2 separate regions of the Zea mays genome follow, and region 2 is linked to region 1. Evidence: chromatin contacts called from public Hi-C data. All regions are on one chromosome and are shown on one strand. The core of a region is the stretch at or near the end of the contact, and the rest is flanking DNA. Distances in the headings are between cores, read along the strand shown.

The links. Hi-C and Micro-C count contacts between places; a contact is called where the count stands out from the background.
Region 2: a contact with region 1 is called in a Hi-C map of root tip, with 5 times the contacts expected there. The contact joins the promoter of LOC100282133 here to the promoter of LOC100276980 in region 1. A contact is called at or near these places in 11 of 25 Hi-C or Micro-C datasets (bundle sheath, ear, endosperm and 4 more) and 1 of 3 datasets of contacts at active chromatin or transcription factors (leaf).

What each region holds. Positions count from the first base shown.
Region 1 is chr5:166,107,977-166,113,141 of Zm-B73-REFERENCE-NAM-5.0, forward strand. It overlaps LOC100276980, which reads right to left and starts at 1,748. Exons shown (of 6, transcript NM_001150660.2): 1 at 1,580-1,748; 2 at 1,398-1,466; 3 at 1,148-1,228; 4 at 949-1,047; 5 at 795-857. The coding sequence starts at 1,712.
Region 2 is chr5:166,381,511-166,386,617 of Zm-B73-REFERENCE-NAM-5.0, forward strand. It overlaps LOC100282133 (60S ribosomal protein L35), which reads left to right and starts at 2,063. Exons shown (of 4, transcript NM_001294264.1): 1 at 2,063-2,134; 2 at 2,216-2,351; 3 at 2,441-2,597; 4 at 3,637-3,844. The coding sequence starts at 2,131. The coding sequence ends at 3,711. LOC100274506 reads right to left here. Exons shown (of 11, transcript NM_001360603.1): 10 at 4,605-4,687; 11 at 4,235-4,516. The coding sequence ends at 4,484.

The DNA.
Region 1 (5,165 bases), core at 498-2,997:
ATACTTTCGAAAGTATAAATAGATTAGGAAACATTGCATCTGTTAAATACAGAAGTAGCGCTTCGCGTACCGTTGCTCACTGCGGGTAGCCTAATCCAAGAAACCAGCAAAGCTAGTGGGATACTACTAGTTGTGCTAATGTATTTTTGTTTCCTTCAATGAAGCACCATGCCTCTCTTTGATACAATAATCAAGATTCCTATTTTCAGCACTTTGAAACTCTTATGTCCCATTATCCACGATGGGTGAACATTATGCTACATTTAGAAATAAAAAGAAAAAGAAAACATGATTTATGCTTTTCTATGACATTGTTTTTTACAAAATATCTTTATAAAAAAGCATATCGGTTGCCAATCAAAGCACCTCTGCTGTTAATTCTAAGCCCTCATGTGGGAGCCTCCGGCACTAGTTCAACAAAATGATAATTTACATGTGGTTCAACTAAAGCATATCACTAGCCTCACCTTTATTTTTATTCCATTGGAAGCAAGGGCTTTACTAACCAATCACAAGCAAGACATTTTTCCCTTTAACTGCCCTTTTTGCTCTCTCAGTGCCGGACAGCACAGGTGAAGTTGGAACACTATATTTGCTATACTAGACCAGCCTTGTAGTGCACCTTTTTACTCTCTCAATGCTGGACAGCACAGGTGAAGTTGGAACACTATCTTTGCTATACACCTATACTAGTCCAGCCTTGTAGAGTTGTAGTACAGAGTTTTGCATTTACCCAGCAGTGTATTCACAGCATAGAAACAAACAATGCGAGTATAGATGTATCTGTACAGTACCTGACTTAGCAGAGGTTTCTTCTCCTTCCTGGTCCTGTGGGGGCGATTGCTTCTCTTCAGGTTCTAGATGTGAGTCCAGAAAACAAGTATAGACAGTGTGAGCTACATTTGTAGCATCTGGAGACTGCTTCACGATGATAGCAGGGCTGCATACCAGATCCTCCACTGCTTCTTTCTCGTTGGACCGGCACTGCCGTTGCTGTCCCTCTCTCGCCTGCTGCAGGCACGGTGCCTTGGAAAGCTTGATTGGGCTCTACATTTCGCCAACTCACGGATTCAGAACATCAAATTAGCGAGTCACTTCACATTAATTGGGACATGAAACAGTAGTAAGAGAAGTAACAATGCCACACCAGAATTTCCAACATCCAATTCTTGCTCAAATGCAGCTGTTGCAAGATCCTCCTTGTTGGGAGATCCTCTGGCTGCTGCACCTTCGAAATCAAATTACTAAATCCCACTAATCCGGTCCGGATTCGAAAACCCAAACTCCAACTAAAACGGAACAAAAAAAAAGAACTTTCTTGCTTTGACAAGACCTCCTTCTAGCCATTAATAAACAAGACAAGGGAACAGGTTTTGAAGCCACATAGATTCGATTACCTGTGGATTCCGACTTATCGCGCACTGGCAGGGTGTTACCCGCGTTCACGGCAGTGAACTCCGAGGTGGCTACGAGTCCCAATAAACTCTAGTAAGAACACATACAAATTCGGTGATAGGGGAGAAAAAAAAGCAAGAGAAGAAAGATGCACTAGCTGCCAAACTGTAACTGTCGAGCTCACCACTTGGGTCCTGCGCGAACAGGCCGGAGAATACGACGACGGCCGTGATGAGAACGGCAGCGAACGGCGCGACGAGCCGGTGACGCCAGATGCGTTGCTTCACCATGCTCTTGGCCGCCTTGGGCGACCCCATGCCGCCGCTACTTTTCCTTCTTGGCCACCTCGCGATAGTCAACTTCTCGTGTTCTGTTCTGTTTCTGATTCTATACTTCCAAGAGCTGGGTCGCCGTGACACGCATGTACAGGATGGACGGGTTGTAGATGCAAATTACATTTTCTCGAGTGAATTTCACGGGCACTTCTTAACTTTATCACTTCTCGACTAGATCATAGTACTTCAAAATATAAATTTTTATCCCTAAACTATGTTTAGGGTGTCATACTGGTTTAAACCCTATTCTCCGACACTTCTACACAATTAATTATACCTTATTTGGTTAGGAGTGAATAGCAGGGGATCAGTCAAAATTGAAAAAAAAGTGACTTAATCACTCTCCATCTCCTAACTGAACAAAGTCTTAAGGATGTCTCCAACAATATCCTCTATATCCATCATTTATATCCGTTCTTTACAATCTCCTCTAAAAGATTACATCCTCTATATCGCATTCCTCTCCAACAACGTCCTCTAAATCACGTCCTCTATACGCAAATACCTATATTAGAGACATTTTTTATTTTTTTACATACGTATGTGCCATACTCTCAAATATACTGTATATATTTTAGTTTTGCTAAACCGGTTATTTAAAGTATTCAAATGGATAGATGACCATTTAGAGAAACTTTATATAGAGAGAATCTAGCAGCGTCCTCTAAATTTAGAGGACCGTTTAGAGGATGTTGCTGGAGAGCGTAGATGACCGTTTGATCCTCTATATTTAGGGTAGAGGAGCTTTTAGTGGTCCTTGCTGGAGCCAGCCTAAGTGGACATATATGCTAAAAACTAAAACGCCCCTTAAATTTATACACACTCATTAGGCTGGGTTGACCGTTGGGCGCTACCGTCCGCCCTCATGGCACCGACGACCGATTGGTATTGTTAGTCGCGGTGCCAAAGACAGTCCACACATGCACACGGATGTTGAGGTTGTCGATTAGGCGCTAGGGTTGGTACCAACAACGTCGGGCCCACGTCGGTCGGTGTCGATCGAGCGGTACTGACCCAACGACTGCTGTCACTAGCGCCACGTATTGTGTTCTGGTTGGTTCACTTTGTTTTGAACTTAAAAAAATCAAAAAAATGTGTCTATAAATATAGAAGTGCTTGAGCTCGTTCACACAACTCACACCTCAAATTTCTCTACCACCATACTCCTCACACACACTCGTTTCATTCGAAACAAACGTTGTTGTGATGTCTTCGTCTGACTCAAACATTGACATGACCGAGGAAGAGTTTTTCGAGTTGTTGTAGTAAAATATAATGCAACCGGAGGCGGAGATTGCCTCCAAGTCTTTTGCATCAAGGAGGCAATTGAGGCTATGCTGGAGATACATCGATCGTTACCGTGTATCCGCCCACGATCGGTTGATGTAAGACTACTTTAACGACATGTGTATCTATCCATCTCTCTACTTTCATCAAAGATGCCACATTCGAGAAGCATATTCCTTCACATCTTTGGAGAGCTAGGGTGAGCACTCCCGCTACTTCACTCTTCGAACCAATGCACTCACCCGCAGTGGTTTCTCCCCCCACCAGAAGTGTGTAGTTGACCTACACATGCTTGTGTATGGTAGTGTTGCTGACTCCATCGATGAGTACATCAAAATGGGAAAAGTTCCACCTTAGAGTGTCTCAAACTATTCTGTAGAGGTGTTATTGTATGTTTTGGGGCGGAGTATAGTCGTCGTCCCACTGTTGATGACCTTAGGCGTTTATTAGCTAAGGGGGAGGAAAGAAATTTTCCTGGTATAATAGAGAGTATAGAATGCATGTATTGGAGTGTAGGAACTATCCCATAGGGAGAAGATAGTTCATAATGAGGAACATTGGATCCCCGACCATCATGCTTGAGGCAGTTGCCTCGTATGACTTGTGGATCTGACATGCTTTTGGGGTGCTAGAATTGAGCGATGATGTTAACGTAATCAACCAAACACTGTTGTTCATTAACATGCTCAACGGTGAAGGACCAAACATGAACTTCATGGTGAATGGCTATGAGTATAACTATGGGTACCACCTTCTCGATGGCATCTACCCTCGGTGGCTAGTGTTCATGAAAACCATTCTGCTCCAACAGACTCCTAAGTAGATGTTTGTTGTGTGCTAGGAGGGCACATGGAAGGACATGGAGAAGGCATTTGGGGTGCTCAAGGCTCAATTTCATATTCTCACAAGCCCAAATCATTACTTTTCCCACCAGTTACTTAGTGTGATCATATGTGTGTATCATTCTACACAAACATGATCATTGAGGATGAGCATGGAGGATCATACGATGTGGACGATTATGAGACAGTTGAGTCCTCTATTGCAGCACCAACTGTCACCTGTGAAGCGCCGAGAGGCTTTACAACCATCCTTCAGCGTGAGGTTGCACTCCATACAAATCTGGTGCATGATTGGCTCCAAAATAATTTAATAGATCACATTTGGGATCTACACCACAGGAACTGATAGAGGACTAGGCTCGATCTTCCGTGAGGTAGGATAATTTGATAGGGTGGAGATCTCGACGTTGATGATCCAACGCTTCGAGCGAACGAATCCTCGCAATCACTACACCACTACTCTTGGTTATTACCCGTGACACACGAGTGACCTCACCACGAAGGATTATCCTAGCAAGCGTAATCAAGAATACAAGCAAGAACAGAAAGAACGTAATCAAAACTGCATTGATCACGAGGTGGGGTCTCACAAACCGAAGAACGACGATATTGTTCAATGACAGATATGATCTAAGCAAAACCCAAAACCTAATGTGGTCGCAGCTGCTGTTAAAATAGACGTTAGGGGCATGCACAACCCCTCGATGTACCCCTAATGGGCTCCAACACGATACACAGTCCAACGACCCAACAGACGGTGTCGCAGCACCAAAACAGAATTTGAGTGTTGACTTGTTTCGACGATTCCCGTTGACTCCGGATGAATTTTAAGGTAGGACTAGTTGGGTTGGTTAGATAATCTTCTTACCTTTCCAACCATATCAAGTCCATTGCAATCAGAGTTCGGATGCGTCCTAGAAAACCATTTTAGTGCAGACTGGTCCTGTAACCCGAGATGGAATCATAGCCGAGTCGGACTTGATCTCCTTCCTATTGTGGACGCCCTTGCTGCTCCTCCTCAACACCTTAGCCTTTCCCAAGTCCTTGATGGTCCTATCCAAAGTTTTTAATCATTAAAACATCCATGGCACCAAGCGTAAACTCTAAAACACAATTGACTAGGTTAGAACGAACCTAGAGATTAAGTTTTCGTGCACGTGCTCATGTTGTCGGTCCATGCATTGTTTATATGGGAGATGTCCTCATCATCCTACCCCACTTGAATTGGAGTTGTCCTCTACTCAGGCGGTGGCCAAGGGGTTGCCGAGTAACCCTAGGATGTACAAGGCCTTTAGGTCCAAAAACA
Region 2 (5,107 bases), core at 813-3,312, 270 kb after region 1:
TCACTCCGCCCTTTCACTGACCGATCTGACAGGAAAACAGCGCCGCCTGCTCCGCTCCGGCTGCTGTGCCAACCACCCGGGCGAAAACCGACAACGGTCGAGTTCAGCCTCGGACGCAACAGGAAGCTCTGCCTCGCCCGATCCCAGGGCTCGGCCTCGGGAGGAAATCTCCGCCTCGCCCGACCCCAGGGCTCGGCCTCGGCCTCGACCTCGGGAAGAATCACGTCCTCGCCCTACCCTGGGTCTCGGCCCCAGCCTCGGCCTCGGAGGAGTCGCCGCCTCGCCCGACCTCAGGCTCGGATCAACCGCGCCACGAGGGATGCATCATTACCCTACTCCTAGCTAGCTCAGGCTACGAAGGAACAAGACCGGCGTCCCATCCAGCTTACCCCGGTAACAGGCGATGGTGGTTTCCTGCATGCAACCATGACATCGGTGGTTCTCAAGCCCCCTACGGAAGCAAGGAGACGTCAGCAGGATCCATACAGCACCAACAGCTGTACTGCTACAGGGCTCAAGGCACTTCTCCGACGGCCACGATACTATCCCTACAGGACTCGAGGCGTCCCCCCAATGGCCACGTTGTTATTTGTACAGGGCTCAGGGCACTTCCCTGCCAGCCACGTTAGCTCCCAGCTACACCCCATTGTACAGCTGGGCATCTCCTTACATCTATAAAACGGGGTGTCCAGGGCCCCACAGGGGGGAAGAGGATAAAAAAAGGAGGACGAAGGGACGAGCATACGAACATACGAACATCCGAACGCACGACGGGAGAAGACGAGCGGGGGCCGGACCCTCTCTCTCTCTCGCTCTCTGCTACTCGCTCCCTCTCGCCCTCGCCCTCGCTCTCTTACAAGGCTTGTAACCCCTACTACAAGCACCCCGGTGCAGGATAATACAAGGCTCATTCCCCCACTTGTGTTCTATCTCGCACCAACCCATCTGGGCAGGGGCACGCAGCGACAAATTCACTCGTCGGTTCAGGGACCCCCCGGGTCCGAAACACCGATAGTTACCTATGTAAACTATCTACCAAAAAATTTCAAGATTTTTTATTGATTGTCTCCGCTCTCTGTATAATATTTTTTATTTAGCTAACTGATGTTATTGTTTACTCCATCCAATATGTCTTGGTGCAACACAACAAATGAAGTGAGCGATTAGAAGAAAGTTCACAACGACTGACTAAACGAACAGAGATTATAAAATAACATAATTCTACCATACAGAGACCAAATAAGAGTAAGTTTGTGAGCTCAAGTTTCTAAAATAAGTCACATGAACTCAAACTTATAAAAATTGGATGCACTCCATATAAGTTATGCTACGTCGTAGCAATTACTAACGTTTAAAACCAACAAATAACCTTTCATTTTATTGTTAGTGTGACAAATCATTGTTGCTCCATCCAATTCAGCAACCTCAAACATCATTGAGTCCATTGCGCCAATGTGGTCTTAGAAATGACCTAATGCTTGCAAGAGCCAAGAACGACGTGACGTGCTTGGGCTGTAGCCTCAGTCCGTAGTGCTGGCCCAGCTCGACACGATTATATATATTTTTATTTTACAAAAAATGTATATACATATATACAATTTATATTCAATATTAAAAACATTTGAGCATGATGTTCTACTGGTTAGACAACTTCACCTAGTGTCTCCTGTCCTTCTTCCATCAGGGCATGTGTTCGAACCCCACCTCGGCATAGTCAGTAGGTCGGCATGATATGCCTGGGCTAGAGTTGTGGCCCACAGGCGTCTGGCCTGTGCCGGGCCACCGTTTGGTCATCTTTAGACGTGCATAGGGTTAATTTGAAATAGCCGTGAGGGATTGTTTGTAAAAAAATGACGCGGGACGACCGTTGAAACTGACGCTTTAAGTATAGTATAGATAAAAATATTATAAAAAGGGCTTATTGATTTCGACGCTAAAGCCCAGTCACGCACTTAGGCCCAGTCAGCCCACGCAATTCAGCCTAGGGTTTTGTCTCCGCTACACCCTCCTCCACTCTTATATAAGCCTCCGCCGCCGCTAACATTCCTCTTCCCCTCGCGCACCGCTCCTGAGTCCTGTCCACCCTGCCACCGCCGACGCCGCGCCGCCGCAGCAATTGTCACCGTCGCTATGGGTAAGCCACCTCCAGGCTTTCATCCCAATTAAACTTCGAGCTGATCTGACACCCGTTTTGTTGTGTGGCGATGACTGGCAGCCCGTATCAAGGTGCACGAGCTCCGGGGGAAGAGCAAGACGGACCTGCAGGCGCAGCTCAAGGAGCTGAAGTCTGAGCTCTCCCTCCTCCGCGTAGCCAAGGTCACCGGCGGCGCACCCAACAAGCTCTCCAAGATGTGCGTACCTGCAATCTCTATTTTCTCCTGTTATTCTCTGCTCCTGAACTCGACTGAATCGATTCGAATTGTATCCGGCCCTTCTTCAGCAAGGTGGTGCGCACCTCGATCGCGCGCGTGCTCACAGTGATCTCGCAGAAGCAGAAGTCGGCGTTGCGGGAGGCGTACAAGAAGAAGAACCTGCTCCCCCTCGACCTCCGCCCTAAGAAGACCCGTGCCATCCGCCGCCGTCTGACCAAGCACCAGGTATACATGCCATACTCCTACGACTACCATTGCTCCTAGTTCAGTAGCGTTAGATCTTCTGTTATAACTTTAATTCGATACTAACATCATACCATGGCTAGTCATATGGGGCTCAACTTTCAGTATAGTATTCCAATGGCAATTGGAATGTAACCTTGAGTATATATTATCCAGTGTCACTTATATCTGATAATCTGTTAGTAGTCAATGTGCAATTTGATTATCTTGTTTAGAATAAGTGGTATATAAGTTTATGTTTCTTCCATGATGGGCAACTTCAAGAGCATTTATATATCCTTTCAAATTCTGATAGTGTGCTGTGTCATCAAGATGTGATTTTATTGGCTCGTGTCAATAAGTGGTATATAAGTTATGTTCATTGCTGGATGAAGCATTAATAGAGCAACGAATGATATTTTTTTGAAATTCCTCTTAGCTTTATGAGCCAATATATTTTGCGTACGGATGCAACTGTAGAAAGTGAGTAATGTTTGATGACTGACTATGTGATCTGAATAATGTTACTTCTCATTGTTGTGCAAAATCAAGGTGAAGTGTTTGTTGTTAATGTTTTTTCGTCAATCTGATCATATATGATATTAAGCATTTGCAAGATACCTGATAACCCTCTCCATGCAGAGCTCAAGTCTGAAAGAGCACTAATATTTGCAGCCCAGGTTTAGGTTTTAGGATTATAAGGTGTATGCAAGCATTAGCCAGTTGTTGGGCCTGTTTGGTTCCTGGCTAACTGTGCCACAACTTGCATAAGGTTAGCTGGCCAAATTGAATCATTAACCTTAGGCAAAAAAAAGTTAGTCGAATTATGGCAAGTTAGATAACGAACCAAACAGGCCTGTCATCTTTCAATTGCTATGACTATGACATCGCACAAAATGGTGGTATACAATCAGTTTCTGAATGTTTGACACGTGTCCAAGTGACATTTGAAATTGCATGGCATATTTCTTTGAGTGATTGCTCTTTTGTGTTGGTTTTTTAATCATAGATGGCCTGACATTTTGCTCTGTCTGTCCTGCAGCTCTCTCTGAAGACCGAGAGGGAAAAGAAGCGTGAGAAGTACTTCCCCATGAGGAAGTATGCTATCAAGGCCTAGGTCAGAACTGTGAGATGCTGCGCTTAGCATATCATCGGCTGTGTTTTAATTTTTGGTTTGTATGGACATTTGCTGTGGGTCGGAAGTACGATGTATTCCTCCATTTCCATAAATGGCTAAATTGGTTTGACTGGCAATTCGTATTGGCGTTCATATTTGGTGGCAACTTTTCTTTGTATTCTTCTAAACTAGATGTTTGCTGTTCATTATATTTGTGTGACCGTTGCTCATGGTATGTACTCCGTCCCAGAAACAGAAGTTGAGCCGAGGCTCGACAGTACTGGAGTGTTTGGTTTGAGGAATGATGTAGTCCATCATCTTCTCCCTCATTTTTTGTTTGGTTTGTAGAATGGAGTGAGTTAATCCATCACCACCTCATTCTTCATAGTTAGTTGTTTAGTACTAATATGTGGAATGGAGTTATCCCACCAAATTTAAGGAATAAATCCATGATATACCGTTTCATTTTGAATTTTGAATAGAGTGATTCATCAAACCAAACACTTTATAAGACTTTATAAGGGAAACGGAAACGAAGACTCAGGGAAAGAGCGTTCCAATAACATGTTTGGAGCAATCGGCCAATCGCAAAGAAATTAAGCTAACTATACGTGTGCAAATTTCTAGTATCAACTCTCCCTTCGAAACAAACTGTACTATACCACAAACCGCTGCGGACAAAAGAAACCACCCCTTAAAAATGACACTCAAAAAACTGAATTACATTTTTTTTCTGCGACACATTAGAGGCCAGCGGCACAGATTCGAAGCCTTACATTACCATTCCTCCATCGATGGTGAGGACCTACACCACAGGGCAAAGGAGCTCGGTGAGAAGGCTCCAGAAGTTTCAACAACCAACAAAAGATAACGCACACCATATGTAACCAGACCTGTCCAGTGATGTAGCTTGCAGCAGGGCTGAGGGCTAAGAATTCCACCAGGCCTGCTACATCCTCTGGCCGACCATAGCGCCCTAGAAATTTGTGTAGAGTACACCAATTAGTTCCAGATGAGTGATGCAATGGGACAATATCCCTATTTTTTCCCCTATATTCACAAAATTGCATCATCCAACACTCATGCAATCATGTTTATTCATAGATCAGAGTACTAATAACTGAGCTTTGTCAAAGGTGAGCACTACACAGTAACAAACATGCTATATAATGCGTCAATCCAATCAGGTACCTTGTCTTCACGATGAACATGTTTGGAAGGTGGATATAGTGAGTCTAGCAGACAGAATTCCTAAGTTCCGTCATGAGTTCATGACACACCATATTTAAATCTGTAGCTGTATTTAATAACAATTCGGTGTATACACACCAGCACAAAGAATGGTGTGTTTCAATTATTTTTCAAAGGGAACAATCTATGTTTAGTAAGCAATGTC